Regions from separate parts of the Anser cygnoides genome. Here region 1 is linked to region 2. The links are chromatin contacts, called in public Hi-C maps. All regions are on one chromosome and are shown on one strand. The core of a region is the stretch at or near the end of the contact, and the rest is flanking DNA. Distances in the headings are between cores, read along the strand shown. Region 1 overlaps HDAC4 (histone deacetylase 4). Region 2 overlaps HDAC4 (histone deacetylase 4).

Evidence for each region. A called contact is a pair of places that touch in the nucleus more often than the background predicts.
Region 1: a Hi-C map of liver shows a contact between it and region 2, with 13 times the contacts expected there. The contact joins two enhancer-like sites. A contact is called at or near these places in 2 of 7 Hi-C or Micro-C datasets (both in liver).

Annotation. Positions count from the first base shown.
Region 1 is chr6:12,857,070-12,862,182 of Taihu_goose_T2T_genome, reverse strand. All of the region lies in intron 2 of HDAC4 (histone deacetylase 4), which reads left to right. Among named protein-coding and RNA genes, the nearest start is that of HDAC4, 35 kb to the left of the region's middle. Within about 2 kb of position 2,017, at least 2 of the 3 cell types and tissues checked have open chromatin away from gene starts, as enhancers often do. A contact at or near this core is called in liver, where this site is marked.
Region 2 is chr6:12,709,504-12,714,849 of Taihu_goose_T2T_genome, reverse strand. HDAC4 (histone deacetylase 4) reads left to right here. Exons shown (of 26, transcript XM_066999846.1): 11 at 1,930-2,159. Among named protein-coding and RNA genes, the nearest start is that of TWIST2, 140 kb to the right of the region's middle. Within about 2 kb of position 3,224, at least 2 of the 3 cell types and tissues checked have open chromatin away from gene starts, as enhancers often do. A contact at or near this core is called in liver, where this site is marked.

The DNA of each region.
Region 1 (5,113 bases), core at 768-3,267, 150 kb before region 2:
AGAAATGGGGTATACGTTTAATTCTTCCTCTAAGAAAAATAATACTAGTATACCAGGAGATCTTTTAAAAAAAATTGTTCTTATAACTAAACAAAATACCGTTGTTTCATCAGTTACTGGGAGAACTACTGGGAAAACCAGATGCTTTCCAGGCAATGCCCTTGTTTGCTTTGAAATACTTGACAGATTCATGGTACTGTCATGGTTTGGCTCAGTGATGCTTGATAGATTGATGTTCTGAAATGTTGAAGCAAATTTTCAGCCTTTCAAAAGGATGAAGCTGATATTAAACTTTGCAGCTACTGGAATCTGAATTACCTACAGGAAAATATTCATATGGGCTTTTTTGAGATGCTACTGTCTCCCTGTAATCTATTTCAAACTGAACTAGATCAAGATTACTTAATGTCTTCTTTCAAACAAAAAAAAAGAAGTGTGCTGACTGTGACTATTTAGGGATTCGTCTTGAATTTCAAGCATGATTCAAGCTTAATTTTTAATGCTTAAAACCCAGCTAGGTGGCCTGGAAGAGCCCGTCAGAGCACGACATGGTTCAGCAGCGCCCTGGGAGGCAGATGTCAGCCTGTGGACCTGACACCGTGGCCGCTGCCTGGCTGAAGGGGCAGCAGAGGCTCTGGCAGGGAACGCACAGAGCAGACTGGGCCTTTCCACTGTTTGCTTCCAGCCCGTGTACCTCCGCTGTGGCTCCATCAGAGCTGTCCTGCAGGCCGGAGGAGTGAGGCCTTGGTGCCCTCTGCGAGGATGGCTGGGCCTGGCCAGCCCATGGGCCTCTGGCTGCAGGGCCTGAGGAAGGTACCTGGGCAAGCCTGTGGCAGTGCTGTTAATTACACTCTTGAGCTGTTAATTACCCTCTTGAGATCTCTTTGGGAGTGGTAAAGCTGCATTTCTCAGTCCTGTTTCTGTCATCCGTTCAGCTGCTTTTTGGGGGCTGTTTAAGCTCCGGCACTTGCAGGGAATTTGTCTCCCTCCACAGTCACTGGCGAGAGTGGGCACCACTTCACAGCATGAAAATTGATGTCCTTGGGGCTCTGCTTCCTCTTGCTGAATGAGGAGTGGAGCAGTGGCATCTGAGCTCTTTGCTGCAAGCATTGGAGCTGGGTGCTTATGGAGATTAAAAAAAACAAAACAAAAAAAAAAAACAACCAAGCTTTCCATTGGTGCTGCTGGTATCATTTTGGTTGTGCCAAGGTCTGAATAATATTCAGCACTGAAAAAATCTTCCTCTGTGTATTGATACTTGCAGCTGACTTGAATGTGAGCGAGGAGGATTTTAGCAGTGCCGTCGACTCCTCCACTAGATACTCCTGACCATGGGCAAGGTAGAGTTGCTTGCAGTGGACAGAACTTGTGGAAAATCTCGGCACTGCAGCTGCAGTCTGTGGTAGGGCTGGGATCAGGATGTTGGAGGAATGACAGATGGATTCAAAGAAATCATTTAAAAAAAAAAATCAATCCTTACCCTTTCACTATTCAAGAATCTATGTACTCATTCTGTTTGTAGCTGTTATGTTGCCAAACCACATAAATAGCTTTACAGGGAAAATTGTAATAGGAGCGAGGTCTAGTCTGTGAGCTTTGAACTGCTAGCCTTGGCTTCAGGTAACCATTTTGTCCTGAAAGGCTGCTGCTGTAGTCATGTAACCCCATCAGGTTTTGTGTAATAACAAGATGTATGAGCCTTGGGGTGAGGGGGGAGTGGGGCTTGATGCCTGTCTAAGCAGTTTACTCGTTGCATTGTGTATGTTGATTTTTTTTTTATGGTATTGCTGTCCATGAACTACTGTGTAATGACTGTTTGCTCTCAGGTTTCACTTTCTAATCAATAGACCAAGATCAATGCAGTTATTTGTATATGTGGTCTCTTCAGATATCCAGCTAGTCAGGCTGGGTGCTGCTGGGATAGGTAATGCCACCCTCAGTTGCCTTACTTGCTGAGAGATGAGAGGACAGCAATGTTTTTTTACTGCTGTAAAGTTGGTCCAGTTTTTTTGATCAATTAACAATTCTTCAGGCTGAGAACCCTTGCAGCTCAGTAAGATGCACTTAAACTAAAAAAGCACAAAGATGATCCACTGAGACAGATTTTTAAAATTCTGTTTGTGTTTAAATCATGCAATTTAAGGATAAACAGACTTTTTCACTCCTTTAACTGTGACCTTTGTTTTATGCTGGATATGAAAAGAAACATCTTAGTTTAAAACTTTTCTACGGTAGCGCGCTTCTGCTCTATAAAATGCTTGAGCTGCTCTTGTGGAGAAAGGTAAAAGCCCGAGCTAGACCAAGCTGATAGTCTTTCTCTTCGCTGGTCAAAAAATAAGCCAGAACGATAAAAAGTCCAGAGCCCTTAAACCAAACTCTATTAGTCCATCCAAGTCCATCCTTGACTTGTCACTTCAGGAGAAAGTCAAAAACTTCCAAATACTTTGTTCTGAGCAAGGTGTCCCTGGTCTCGTACAACCTTTGCCAGGAGAAGGCATGCAATCTTTACAGTTTAGCAAACCAAGAAGAAGGGCTTAGGCATCTGTTCCCTGCTGACAGCAAGTATCTGATTAGCATTAGATTTTTTTTCTTTCCAGCAGGTGGAAGGCCTGTTCTGCAGGCTTGTAACTCTTGACAGGTTTATCATGAAGGCTTCTTGGCAGGTAGGGGTGATGCTGCTCATTCAGTCTGCATTCAAGATTCTGGCTTTTTTCCTTTAAAACGTGGCTTTGTGCTGTAGCTGTTTCAAATAGATCATGGGACTCTTCCTTTGTTTTGCTTCTTAGCGTCCAGAATTGCAGCAGGTAGAACCCTCGCAGGGTCAGTATACTTTGTTACCTCTGCTTCCACCAAAATATATTTGAAGTGATCTGAGCAAACGTAGCATCAGTTTATATTCACAGAGGATCAGGAAGACTCCAAACTGATCTTCTCATGTTGCTTTTTTCATGAGAAGGGGTGTGCATAATGTTTCTGTCCAGTCACTGCGTTCTGCTGCCTTACACTGGCTTTCTAACGGAGCAGCTGTGTAAGAGTTGTGCTTCTAACTTTTTTCAGTTGCGTTTGTCATGCAAGACCTCAGCTTGTTTTTTTTAGCAGTTGACCAAATCACTTTCTGACTGGGTGCTTAAAGAGAATTCCTACTTCTCCACTGATTAATTTCTGGCATGGAGCATGAAATAGCTCTTGCGTCAATAAGTCGTCACAACCTTTGCTTGTCTCTGTCAGCGTAAATACGGTTGGACTCTAACACGCCCCAAAGTAGGCCAGAGGTTGCTAATTTTGCAGCTGCAAAGGGGCCGAGTCCAAAAGAGAGCTGCGGGATGCATGTGCTTGGTGGGATACCAGAGCTGCAGCAGTTCAGGTTACACATTGGGCACACTCTGCCACCTCTCCTCTCTGCACTGTTCTTTTTTTAGTTTCTGGAATTACAATACATTTTTTAAATATAAATTATATGCTAACAGTCTTAAGAGGAGTGTGTTTTTAGGTACATTTGTGTTTAGTTACTAGAACAAACGTGGTCACTTTTACAACTATGGCCAAGCCAAGTGTCTTTCTATTTATACCCCAATTGCTCGGGTTCTGTTTGAATTACTTACGAAAAGCAGATTCGCCAGCCTGCGTGACCCTGGTACTTGAGGCTTTGCTGATTTTCTTCGGTGAACTGCGGTGTTGCTCAGACTTGCTTGCCTCCTGCTGCCCAGGTAGATACCAGTTGTTTCACAGACAGACTGCTGCGGTCCTCTGCTCCACGGCTGCCTGCGGATCATCGCTCTGGAGATGCCGCCAGGCTCAGGACAGCGCTTGCAGCAGCTTAGGACTGTGCCTGCTTCGTGCTCCCCACCTCTGTGCGGACCACTGGGTGAGCTGAGACCTTGCTCTCCTCCGTTGCCTTTGGTCTCTTGGGAAGGCTTGCTTTTCAGATCGTTCCTCATGCTGCCTTTTTCTGCTGTTAACTCTGCAAAGCAAAACTACTGTTTGCTTTTGTCAGGGAGGATATGGATACCATTACGAAGAAGAATGGGATGTTTTGGGATAATTGATCAAAGTAATTAGGTAATAGCTACTTAATCTTTAGAGGGTTCCAGCAATTAGATAGAAGAAACTTCCTACAAAGCCATTTGCTTGAAAAACTCTCGTTGTGCAAATCAGGTGCTGAATGCTTCCAGAAATGGACGGTGAGAAACCTGGTAAATAACTTTGCAGTTTTTAAAGACAGGTTAGAGCTTAATTTTCAGGAAATGTAGTGACTGCATTTGTTAGCTGAGACGTAAGAAAACCGGAGTTTTACTGCAAGGATGACAGCATATTTCAGGTACTCCAGTCACTGATATTGTTTTTTTAAATTATAGCTGAATGGAAAAACAAATGCTTTTTTTTTTTTTAAGTTGCTTTTCTAATAGCAAAAGCAATGCAAAGTGAAGTGGGAGTGAAGTAAAGTCCTCCTCTGCAGCAAGCTTACTATCACTAGTAACCAGTGTGTAGTGCGTGCAGTGTTGCTGTGCCCCCTGGGACACGCTGTGGTGGTGGCAGAGTGGCACAGGCTGTGCCACTTGGCATGTGAGCCGCCGTGGAAGCCTGCAGCTTGGCGTTGGCATGGCAGTGGCTAATGAAGGGATGCTGCTTCGCTGGAGCAGCTTGATCCTTGAAAGCCGTCCATAGTTCACCGATAAAAAGTAAAGCAGAAAAGGAGCAAAATGAAACAGGGAGACACGTGAAAACCTAGAGCAGCAATGGCTTAATACTATGAAATGTCCTGTTTATCAAGGCACGCTAAAGAAATGTGTGTAAGTGATGGACTTAGATGTAAAGAAACGCTTTTCCCCCCATGGCAGAGTAGCTGCAGCCTGACGCTTCAGACACAGGCTTCTTTCTGTGTCTGGATTCTCGAAGAGAGGCTTGAGGGAGCTGCTGAAGAGTCGGAAACGATGCACGTACAGCTGTTTGTCAGCATGAATCGGAGCTTGGGGTAAAGGCTGCCAGTTTGCTGAGACTACAGCAGCTTCTCCTGAAAGAATGCACTGATTTGAATTAAAAGGAAAAAAAGTCTGTTCAGTCTTTCTGGAAGCATCTTCCTTCTCCTGCTTGGATCACTGTGCCAATGCCTCAG
Region 2 (5,346 bases), core at 1,975-4,474:
GCTAAGAGTCCCTACTGGACAAATGTTTGCTGATTTTGTGAGCTTGGAACTGTTTTTGCGAAGCTAGCTTCTGGATTTTAGCTGGAGCTCAATGAATGGTTCACCTTGAGTAGAAAGCGATAATAAAATCTGAGCAGTGTGACTGTGTCCCACACTAGAGCAGAATTCCTTACATCTGGCATTGCTCTTGCGACTGATTCCTCTGGATAACATCTCTCACATTGACGTGTATATACGGAGTAGGAACGTGTCTCCCTGGAAAGCATTCACAGGGGGACTTTGGTCATTCACTTGGAGGCAAGTAGTCTTTGAAGATATCCTGTAGAGACGTGTAGGATCCCTTCCTCTGCTCTCTGATTTGAACTGTGCTGTAAGGAAAATGGACCACAGCTTTCCAAATTATTCATATATTCATACACACATGCAAACATATATTTTTGTATGTATGTATACACACACACATATTTATAAAATACGATACCCTTTTACATGATTCTTTTCAGGAAAGCAAAGGTTGGGAGAAACTCAGTAAATTGCCACAAGAAGAGAGGCTTTTAAGTGAATTGAGTTCCTCCACGTAGGGCAGTTCTGTGAATTAGTGGGACAAGGAGACAAGGTCCTGGCTGGGCCAGGAACTTCAGGTATTTCTCAGCTGCTGCATTCAGCTGGCTGCAGACTTCTGTGCAGCTTTTCATTTTTCAACTAAAGACCACAAGGTGAAAGGGAGAAGAAACAACTTCCCCAGCCCTAGAATTGGGTCTCATTTTTGAATGTTACTGACCACTTGAGCAGATTTCACTGTGTTTTGTACAGTGAGGTGAAGCAAAAGAGTACTTTTATCCCAAAAGTGTGTGCAGCCTTATCCATGTTAGGGAGACAGCAGTTCACATCAGTGATGGCTTTCTATCCCAGTGTGTAACTGGAAAGGCAAAGGCTTATCCTCAGCTCATCCACCCTTGGGTTTGGCTTTGTGTTGCATGTCTTCTCATCCCAGATATCTAAGAAGGTATGTCTTAAGAGAGCAGAGTAAGAACTGGCTTACCCATGAACAGCTAAAAAAAGAAGACAGTTCCTGCAGACATGCCCTTACCAGAACTCAGATAGGTATTTCACAAGGTAGTCATTCAAGAGACCCAAACTGCCAAGGGCATATGAGTAATGCCTGTCATCCCAAAATAACCTTTATGTTTTTGTTAAGTTACTAGCATGACTATACAGGACAGTGATGGAAATAAATCTTTTTGACACCTTGTCCTCTGACTTATCTTCTTTCTCAAGACATAATGAAGCCTCGTGGCTCTCATATTCCTGAAAGGCATTAAAGTTTATCTAAGCCAAACATGGTCAGGGGTCTATCACATGGAAGTTTTCATCCCTAGTCATTTCTGCAGAGTAGGTATAGCACAGCCAAGGGCAGCCATGCTTCCCTACATGATCTAGACGAGAGAACCAGCTTCGTCATCAACCATCGTCCTTCAGCATGTCTGGTGAGCATCCTGTAAGGTACAACAGCTCGGTGCTGCAGGGCGGCAGTATGGGCTGGTGCTGTCCTAGAAATGAATGCGCTCACTGTACCACGGCAAGCCATTAGACTTGAGCTTCTCCTCAAAACTACCACCGTGATCTAATTCATGTCATCCACTGAGCAATGGAAGGGTCCATAAAGTATTGTTGAATTTAAGAAATGAAATATTCCATAAGGTCTCTGAGTAAACAATCAAACAAAGAAATAGAAAGTGTTATTCCATCCAATGGTCATTAATTGTTATCTGTTTTTTTTTAAGGATGCTTCAGCTGTAAATGGCGAGGTGGCTGGTTTTAGCGTTATATATCATTGTCACCATCAGTGTTACTCAACAGTCGTTTTCTCCCTTCCTTTCTTCTTCCTTTTTTTCTTCTCTGCTGTTTTTTCCTCCATATTATCTTCAGACTGGTATCTTTCAGGACTGCCCCTCCATGCACAGTCTCTGGTTAGTGGAGAACGGGTCTCCCCTTCAATACACAAACTCCGGCAGCATCGCCCGCTGGGGCGCACGCAGTCTGCTCCCCTTCCCCAGAACGCCCAGGCCCTCCAGCAGTTAGTGATCCAGCAGCAGCACCAGCAGTTCTTGGAGAAACACAAACAGCAGTTCCAGCAGCAGCAACTGCACATCAACAAGGTAGGCACAATGCTTTTAAAGTCCTTCTTCCTCATTACGGCAACACCATTTTTAGCCAACACCATTTCATAGTTTTTTGTGCTGTAATGTATGTGGTCTGTAACTCCATAACTGATTGGCCTTCATCCTTGAGCCTTTTTTTCATGATTTTGAGAAATATGTCAGCAAGGATGGGGTACGTGCATCACCACGGCAAGGATCAATACCTCTGTTGCAGGTATTGGAAAGGCAGAACAATTCAAACTTCTGACTTTCCAGTAATGCTTTTAAAAGTTGTCATTGCTTCCATTCGTCCACATCTGGATCTGTGTCAGTTTTGCAGCAGAGAGCATAAAATGCTGTCAGGGAGTATGGGGAAAATACCTAATGTGTATATGTTCACTTTGAACGGGAGAAGAATCAGTAATACGAATTTGAGAGAGAAAAGGTGAGGGATTTCAGGCATAACGCTAGAAAATAACTGAAAGTGAAGATATTCACATATACTGAGGCATTTTTCATTGAAATTACCTTCGGAAAGAGAAAAGCTGTTCCCATCTCCAGTCCAGATTCTTTGAACTGTGGCTCTGTGTAAAGCATTACAGGTTTCAATCCATTTCTTCTCCTAAAAATGAGGACAGTATTGCTGTGCATCCTGCAGAGGTTGTTTTGAAGATTAATTAGATATGATTCAAGAATTGCTTTGAAGAAAGAAAGTGCTATGTTTATTAACTCGTTTTCTGTAAATCACTTGGAGAACTTAGGTGAACATTGGAGAACACTGTTCATCAGCACGCAGGTTTTGCAATTGCTGGGCAGCCAAAATGATCTGCTTGGGCATCCCAATATTATTGCTGAAGCTGAAACAGAGCTGCTTGGAGGTGATTGCTTGAGCATGCATTAAACAAGATAAAACTCTCCTGATGTTCTAGCCCATCAGAAGGTAAAACTCACCCTTTAAGGGCAAGAGATCAGATCACAAGCGGCATGGATGGAGCTATTGCATTTGACCCCAGATGAGGTTTTGTCCCAGGATTTCAGAAGGCAAAGTCTGTTAATGGACTTGGAACGTAAAAGGGCTGTGAGGGAAAGGTGAAATAAATCATAATCAGTGCGATATTTTTCTGGCTCTTTGGTTTGTACTGTTTTATTTCCAGTTGTGGCTTTCTTTAAGAAACAAGTCCAGTAGTAGGCTTCAGGTTCTGGTGGACAAGTAAGATAGCAGGCATGCCTTTCAGATTGCTGCAGTTTGATTTATGGCAGAGGTTTCTCCAAATATTTTCACTTTTCCAGTCATATGAGAAAATATAACTGCTGAGAGCCGGATGAAAAATAATAATAATAAATAAAACAACTTTCCAGTAAGGAGAAAGAGACAGCTTTAAAGAAAGACACCCCCACCCCCCCAAAACTTTGTTTACGGACTAGAGCGAAGGCAGGATGATTACACAAGTTGCTGACGTCAATCTTGTACTTCTGGATCGTGGCCACTGTGCACCGCGCGTGCCAGCCCTGGACCTCATTCAGCCCCGCACACCGGGGCGGCGGAGCTGCTGTTTCCATGGACGTTTCTCTTACCTCCCTCCAAACACACTTTGTGTAGCGAGCGTTAAAACTAGGATCGTCAGACTCGGGGCGCTAGGTAGGGTTTCTTTGTTAGGAAATAAATTTCAGTTCAGCGGTCTGTTTGTTTTAGTTTTTAAGGATTTCCATTGCCAGCACTTGCAAGCGTCCAAAGACTTCACAGTGACGTCCTACCGAACTCATTCAGGCTTTCACTGAGACCTCCCAGAAGCTGCAGAGCGTGTGCGATTCGAGGAGGCTGAATTTCAGCTTTGTTAGCACTGCGATGTATCACATCCACGGGAGAGGCGGGCGGGGGGAGCGCAATTAAACCAAATGCACAGGGGCAATTTCCATGTGTTTGATTTATATAAGCAATGAGTTAAAAGCGCTTCGGTACTAGCTCTGTATGTGTGTGGCAAATTTATCCCATGGGATAGCATCCAAGTGCTGACATGGAAGAAGACTTTTCCCAGACACACGGATATTTTAAGACCCTTGTGTGTAAGACAGTGAGGGCACAACTAAAAATAATGTAATAGATTGCTGCCTTTTAATTATTAGCAGAACCGACAGCACTGTCTGTTAAGGTTGTGTTGTATTATTTCCTGTAAATAGTAGGAGACTGTTTTCAATTGCTTGTGATTTTTCCTGAGTTTAAGATTTTGGCCTTAAACTTTCCTGTTAGGTGTCTACATCAGATTAAAATTTTGAGGAGATTGCAGCCAAAACAAGTCTTGTTGTTTCCAAGAAGGCAGCTAAGGAAAATATGTTGTTTTTCTCCCAGTTAATAATAATAAGAATCATCTAGGGGATTTTGCTGTAGAGCCTTGGTTCCTGAGGCTTTGGAGCAGGAACTTGAAACTTGACAAATGGGGAAAAATGTGAGGAAAGAATGTGAGGACCTCTCTGTGGAAAATGAGGGTCACGGCCCTGGTCACCCGGTGCTCCCGTTGTCACCTGGTGGTGACATTTGCATTTGCTTTGAGGAGGGAAAAATAAAACACACGCTCACACACACAAAAAAAAAGCAGTTCCCCAAAAACAGGAACAAAAGAGACATGCATGAATAAAAAGAACATTTTTGGAGTTGCAAAGCCTGGATCTCAGCGCACAGGAGAAGGGTGAGAACAAGGCTGCTTTTAGATGATGTGCTGCCTTCATGTGTTACAGAAATTGGAGGGCACATAAGGAGCAACGAGTGGTTTGCTGGAAAGGGCAAAGAAGAGGCCTTAGGGCTACAGCAGCTGAACACTGCCACAGAACTGCTTTTCCCCCGCCGCAGAGGCGTGCGCTGCTGCATGGTCCTTTTGCACACTTGCACCTGACCTCCGCCTATCCCTCGTTTTCTGAATGCCCTTTGCAGGACACGTCGTGCTGAGACAGGGCTGCTAGCTGCAGAGGTGTGCTTGCACATGTAACACACGTGGTGGACAGATCAGCTGTTTGTTGTGCATGCTTTGACCATAATCTCTGCCTCGGCCGCCTGTCGGATGGCTTGGAGCAGCTTCTCTCCCTTCCTGCCGCCTAATCCTCACGAATGCAGATGCAGTAGTATTGGTAGGGTGCTTGTGTGCTCTAGTGATGATCACGCTACAAAACCATACATAGAAATCAACAGCTCCTTCAGAAGCAGGGGTTGATG